2 separate regions of the Gossypium hirsutum genome follow, and region 2 is linked to region 1. The links are chromatin contacts, called in public Hi-C maps. All regions are on one chromosome and are shown on one strand. Each heading gives the region's core, a stretch centred on a gene start, on an enhancer-like site or on the middle of the called end of the contact. The rest is flanking DNA. Distances are from core to core; before and after follow the strand shown.

Region 1 (3,617 bases), core at 929-3,428:
TTAAGGCTTGCCTGCACTGTATTGTTAGCAAGATCCAACATCCAAAAGCCGATAACAAAGACAAAAGCCGCTCTTGTTCGTGTACCTTTAAATGTACTACATTGCATACATTATTTTGTCAATCTCTTTATTTTCTTGCAGCAGAAAAAAGAGGTGGGGGAGAGTGAGAGTTGGCTATAAGAGAAGAGAATGAATCAAAAGCAAAAGTGGAAACCTGCAGTGCTCCTTCGTATCACCTAATAAGTATCCAATGTCTGCAGAAAACCCGATTATTATCACCTAGATTGCAAACCTTAGTTTAGAATATATATATATATAAACGTAAACATAGCATAAAAGGAAAACAATCATCTTCGGTGCTTACAGCAAGAGAGATCATGAGCGCTCCAGCAAGGATAAAAGGCCGCCTTCTACCATATTTGGAAGTGCATTTATCACTCCAAATACCAACACAAGGTTGAACCTAAGATCAAAATGCAAACAATTCTATAAATCATAAATGTAGATAGGTATTATTTATTCTGATTTTGTTTAACTCTAGTCATTTGCATTTATCATGTGCCAACACATTTAAAAAAAATAGGCATTAAACACAAAGGTAACCTGCTTCCTAATTTGCACAGACATACCTTGGGGGAGGGGGAGAGAGAGAGAGAGAGAGAATGGAAAATTGAATAAGCAAAGAAATTCTCTATTATGCAATCAAACAAATAAATGTTCTAGGGTACCCCCATCTCTACCTTCTACATGAAAGGTAGCCCCAACTATTTAGGAGTTAGTTCAAAATGCAGCACAAGCTATTACAGCAGATCTATCAAATAACCACATTAAAATATCATGTTACACCCATTAGGACTCAAAAATAAAGAGAAGGCAATAATATAGAAAAATACAGCAATATGGTTTCCCATCACCTACCACAAGACCAGTTATCGGACCACAAAGCCAAATAAATGAAGAAAAAGCATGCTCTATTCCAAGTGTCTGCATGAATCAACAAAATATACAGTAATCAGAGAAGCTCAGAGCGTTGAAAAGAAATACAGCCAAGGCTAAAAATAATAATAAATAAAGAGAGAGTATTATTCTTCAAAAAATGACTATAACATTCTTTTAAATAAATAAAGAGAGAGTATTACATAAGCAAGAAGTTGACAAAATATTTTGAGAATTATTTTAAATGAAAATTATTCTTCAAAAAATGACTAACATTCTTTTCTCTAACTAGTACGTTTTAATTTATATTGTTAAAGATGATAAGTATTTCTACAAATTATAAGAAAAATTTCTAGAAAATGATAATAAAAGAAAATCTGCCTCCCAACGCCATGATCTCTCTTTCGTAACCTATAACCACACCAATAATTCTTTCTGCAGTACATGAAAACTAAGTAAATTAATGACTAAACAATAATGAAAAAAGAATTGTAGCATCTACTATCTAACCAATTCAATAATACCAACAAGAAGTGCACTCGCTGATTTTATTTTTCTATTTCGTACAGATAAACCCCCAATAACACAAAAATTGTCATTAAATGTAAACACATTGCACCAAATTCAAACTTCAAAACATTCATGGTCACTAGCTTACTATTTTTCATTAAAATACTTAAACTAACATAAATTACAAGACTAAAGAAAAAAAAAAAGAGTATTGGAAAGACCTGAATGTAAGGAGTCAATAGCGATAGTTGTAAAGCCCAACCAAACTGAACCCCGGCGGCGACCGTACAACTAAGAACCAGAGTTATAAAGCTAAAATCCTTAGATCCGGCATGGATCGGCGACGATAAGTTAGCGTTTCCATTGGGAACCCTCGAGGAAGGCGACGAAGAAGAAGCTGAAGGAGAGTTCGGAGAGGAATTTAGATCGATCCGGAAATGAGGATCGTCGGTCATTTCAACCTCCAATTCCTTGTTTAAATTCCTGTAGGGGAACCTGATGGGCACTGAGTCACTCATTCCCGCCATAACCTCTTTGGCTCAGTCTCTGATTATCCTTCACGTGTTAACTCAAGGTAAACCTTCGCATTAAAAAAATGAATACAAAATCAATCAAAATTAAAAGTTGAGGAATGAATGTGTTTCAAGATGATATTTAGGTTTAGGTGCAGGGTCCATGTTGATTTGTGTGATGTGTCGGTTGTGAAAACAAAGTTTGCCATCAAAGGAAAAAGCGAAAGGGACGTTGATTAAGTGGGAGAAAAAGGATGTGATCAGGACCGTTGGTTTTAAGGGACTTTGTCATTTATTGAAGGGATGCTTTTCTTCTTCAGCAAGGGAAAAAGCACACCGACGACGAGTGAATGCCGGATGGACGCTGGAGTCAAGTTTACGTAGTAGGTTACTATAAATTAAATATAATAGAATGAATGCTAGACTACTCATGCTAACTAAATTATTAGTAAATTTTCATTTTGATAAAAAAATTATAAAATTTGTCAATAAATTATTTTATTAAAATCGTTGTATAGTGCATCACTTACATTAATCAAAAGTTTTTTTTTCCATTTTTTCTATAATTCAATTCTTTTCATTAAATAATTTTAAATATTACAAATTTACAAATCAAAATTAAAATAGTTTTTTTTCTATTTTTGACATTAGCCGTTAGATCGACTTGAATTTAAGGTATTTCTTTTACTTATTGATGGGTATTAATTTATAATTCAATAATAATTTTGTAACTTTTTAAAGTTAAATAACCAAAATATAAACTTACGAATAGTTTAGTGACCTTGAGTATAGGATAAAAACACTTACAAAAATATTTATTTGATTGTGGTTTCAAAATAGTCGTTACTTTCCTTATATATGAAAAAAACCCTATATACTTTTTAAATTGATAAAAGTATTACAAAAGCACTAGTATTAACAGTCAGATTATATTTTGCCCTATTTATTTAAAAATAGATAAATTAATCCCTGTATATTAGATTAAAGAGTAAAATGGTCCTTTTTTGTTAAAAATTTCATCAATGTTTATTGTTAAAAATTGACGTGATTGATGAAATAACCAAACAATTACACATAGCATGCTACGTACACCTCATGCCGGCGTACAGGAGCCAAGTTTTAACAATAGAATTGGATGAAATTTTTAATAGAATGACTAGTTTGCTCTTTAATCTAACATACAAAAACTAATTTGCCTACTATTTTTAGTGGAGGGAGCAAAATGCAATTGACTCCTAGTACAAAGGCCACTATGATACTTTTACCCTTTAAATTCTAGGATAAAGCACAATAATAGTCACTCAAATATACACTTTGTTCACTTTTGGTCACTTAACTTTTAAAATTAAATATTTTAGTCACTCTTCCATTAATTATCGTTAGCCAATCAACACAAAGATGATGTGGAATTTTTTTATTATTCTAATAATAAATTTAACTTTTAATATTTACAAATTTTATCAATTTGATTCTAAATTTAAAAAAGTTAAATTCTATTAAGAAACAATAAGAGGGGCGATTTTAAGGGGAAGGGGGGAAGACAGGGGACTTGACCCCTCCCCAAACATTGAAAATCATGCGATGTAATCCATTTATAAATAATGAAAATTTAAGTTAATATATAGTAAAATTATATTTCAATTCTTTAAAACTAAAAAA
Region 2 (3,515 bases), core at 934-3,433, 110 kb after region 1:
CTCGATAAGGAATTTGATTTAGCTGAAAATGATAACGGGGTGTTTTAAGACAGAAAAAAAAAATATTCCTTAACCATATTCTTTGTAGTCTAGCGATTAACCCTGGTAAATGCTCGTGCAACACGCCATATTCCTTTATCTCGCTGTGCCATGAATTCCCGTCAACAATGACCCTATATAAATTAACGGCTGCAAATGCATATCAAATGAATTGAACGCCGTCGCACTAGGCTTAAACTCTCTTTTTCTTGTTTAAAAAATAAACAAGTATGACGAATAGCTCAAATATAAACACTAAAATCAACCTACATAATATAAAAAAAAAAAGAAAAAGAAAAAAGGTTCCCAAATTTAAAAACAAGTATGACGAATTCACGGGTTCAAACTCCGAACCTATCGCAAAATACTACTAATAATGTTATAGGATCCAAACAGAATTTGGTGTGCGGCAAATCACGTGTCAGCGACTGTCATCAGCCTTTGAGGCTGACCTTTCGGGGTCCACTTCTCAAATCTAACATTACATAGCCTTCATTTATGCTTTGAAACTTTGCCAATTCCCATAATCATGAGAAGCGCCACCATCGGTAAACCAATATTTTCTTCTAATACAACAATATAATATTTGCTTTTAATTGCAGCTGTAAATCAACTCATAAAATTTAAGACCCAATTTTCACAACTCTCAACTCTTTTTTTTTAAATATTTTATTTTATAAAATATATAATGATAGACTTGAATGATTTACAGAGTCTGTTGATGACAAGAATCATAAAACATGCATGGTACTCCATGTTTCACCCTTTTCCTATCTCTTCTGCATTACTACCGGAAATCCTAAGATATGGAAAAGGTGTGTAGTACTTAATATAGTAAAACCAAAGGTGAATGAAAATGGGTGTTTATTGCATAAGTAAACTCCTTATAATGGCTGCTTGGTCGCTACCGCCGTCTGTGGAAGCTAATAGCTGGGATAACCGGTCGCTTAGGTCCTCCACTTCTCTATGTAAGCTTCTGATATAGTTGCAAGTCTCCTGTAACACCTTGGAAGTTGATACCTGAAGAGATATTAGAGAGAAAAATATATTATGGATCTTTTCTTTTTCTATTGAAGTTGGAATATAAAATTAAATTAAGTTTTGATGATATAATATTTGAGCGTGATGTGTAAACTAAACATGAGGTGTTAAAAATGAGGAACAGATGGAGTCCCACACCTTCAACTTGTTGCTAGAAGGCACCACATCAAAATAAATGAGGCGCGCTCTGATTATGACTTATCTACGAAAGTGAACGGAGTCCTCACAAAAGAAAGGGTGTTTTTATTTATTTATTTTATTTAGAAAAAAGTAGAAAGAGTGGTGTGGTAGTCGGTATACCTTGTCGAATCGCCTTCGACGAAGTTCAGGGATAAGGTGTTGCAGCTTGGAAACAAGATCGGTGATCTGATTGTCAGTGATACTGGAAACACTTGACTGCTTGGAACGTGATCTTCTGCCTGACATTGTGTTTTAAAATAACTTCTACTATATTTTTTGTGTCAAGAAACTAAATGAATGAAGGCTTAAGGAAAGTGAGGATATCTGAAACTCTTGATTAAATTGACAAATGGGATGTGGATTTGTCACCGAAGAAAACCTAAGAAAAAAGGGAATACGATAATATATGCATAAAGGACCTGGAAACTTAAGCTGAGAAAAGAGCAAAGAGATGAGTTAACCAAGAACAAAGAGAAGAGAGGTTATGATGCTTTGCTTTGAAGACAGAAGTGGGATATGCTGCTTTTTATATAGGGTTCGAGTCTACTCCGAAATCTTAATTTTTATTTATTTATATATATGTAAAAGTGCGCTCATTCTCGTGTGCATGCACCGAAGAAGAGGAAACAAGTTTTAAGAATTCATTTGATTCAAGAAAAGGGAAGATTATTATTGGAGTTTTATCTACCATCAATTAATAATAAAATAATATATTATGATTGAATAAGAAATAAATAATTTATAAATAAATATAAATAATTTTATTTAAACATAATTAAACAATAATTAACTATAAATAATTATTAAAATCTTAAATTGAACATAAAAAGAAATGGACGGCACAACATGTATCCTCTGTCTCCCAGTTTCAAAGACCAAGTTCTCCTATTTTAATGTAACTAGAGAAAGCAACGAAGGAGAAGAAGAATAAAGACATGGTCGTTTTAGAAATAGAGGCGACTGAAGAAGATGAGAATAGAGCATCATTCAGATACATCCTTTTGGATACCAAAGATCGAGAAGGGTGGTGTGAGTTTCAGTTTTGACAATAATGAATTTGTGCTAAATGATGATGATGCCATGATTTCTTGAGAAAGACTGTACCTGTAACAATCTGTTTTTCAGTAGTGTCAGAAATAGTAGTTTCGGAACTCCATTTCCGACGAGTGAGTAATAATATTTACGATGTTAGTATAAAGTTTAATTAAAGTTTGGTCTTTTCATTTTTTCGACTGGAGAGTTAATTAAGGTACAATGACTAATTTGTAAACTGATATTGTTATTTTAGTAAAAAAGAACTAAAGTGTAAATATTTCAAAATTAGAATGAAATTTCTATAAATATAGGTATTAGAGGGCTGTAGAGGGATGAGATTGGAATTAGATTGAAAATCAGAGCTTAAATGTGAAAGATATTATTGTTTAGGTTTTAGGGATTAAATTGAATAAAATATGAAACTTTAGTGAATTTGTGAAAAGTGAAATTAAAATGTCATATGCATAGAATAAGATGTTATAAGGTAATTGAAACTGATAATTTGAAATGAATTACCGTATAGATCAAAATTTGGACCAGCTAGTAGATAATCGAGCAAAAAATTACGGATTAGTCCTCAATATTGCACTTATAGTCGTTTTGGTTTGGTAAGTTCATATGGTGTAGTTATGTTTGTAAATATATTGGATATGTTTAAATTATGAAATTAAATCTTGTGATTGCATTTTGAATTGGTTACAAATGGTACAAAAAGGCGAGAAATGGATTGAATTGTAAAGAAATGAATTAATGTGTTAAATGTGCCTAAAGGAACGTATGCATACAATTGGCATGCCAATAGGTTTATTTGCGTGTTGTGCGGGATATGGTATGAGATGATACTGACGTACCGAGAATTCATTATTTAAATCGGAATCCAATATTTGTTGCGGATTACCGAGTTTTATCTCTACAGAGACCATTATTACTGTCTGTCTCTACTCAAACCTTGGTGTGTTCTGGAGGGATGTAATGTCTTATGACATCTGATGCCTATAATTTTAGCATTTCGGTGCTCAGGTGTGCTTGGAGTTGTTCAGACGAGGAATCTGGTGTGTTTTTGTAGTTACCCATGTATCCGTATCTGTTTATTATAGTTCATCGGGCTAAACAATTAGTGTAAAATGGAAAATATCTTATTGATAATATGTATTGTATTTAAAAATGGTTATATGTTAGGAATGATGAAATGACGTATATGTTCGATGATTCTAATAGAA

Evidence for each region. A called contact is a pair of places that touch in the nucleus more often than the background predicts.
Region 2: a contact with region 1 is called in a Hi-C map of leaf, with 1.6 times the contacts expected there. The contact joins the promoter of LOC107948112 here to the enhancer-like site in region 1. A contact is called at or near these places in 6 of 34 Hi-C or Micro-C datasets (callus, leaf, petal and 1 more).

Annotation. Positions count from the first base shown.
Region 1 is chrA03:58,574,718-58,578,334 of Gossypium_hirsutum_v2.1, forward strand. It overlaps the pseudogene LOC107957332. Among protein-coding and RNA genes, the nearest start is that of LOC121227134, 62 kb to the left of the region's middle. Within about 2 kb of position 2,179, at least 7 of the 9 cell types and tissues checked have an H3K27ac peak or open chromatin away from gene starts, as enhancers often do. A contact at or near this core is called in leaf, where this site is marked.
Region 2 is chrA03:58,688,401-58,691,915 of Gossypium_hirsutum_v2.1, forward strand. It overlaps LOC107948112 (transcription factor PRE6), which reads right to left and starts at 2,184. Exons shown (of 2, transcript XM_016882582.2): 1 at 1,381-2,184; 2 at 674-1,059. The coding sequence starts at 1,506. The coding sequence ends at 904.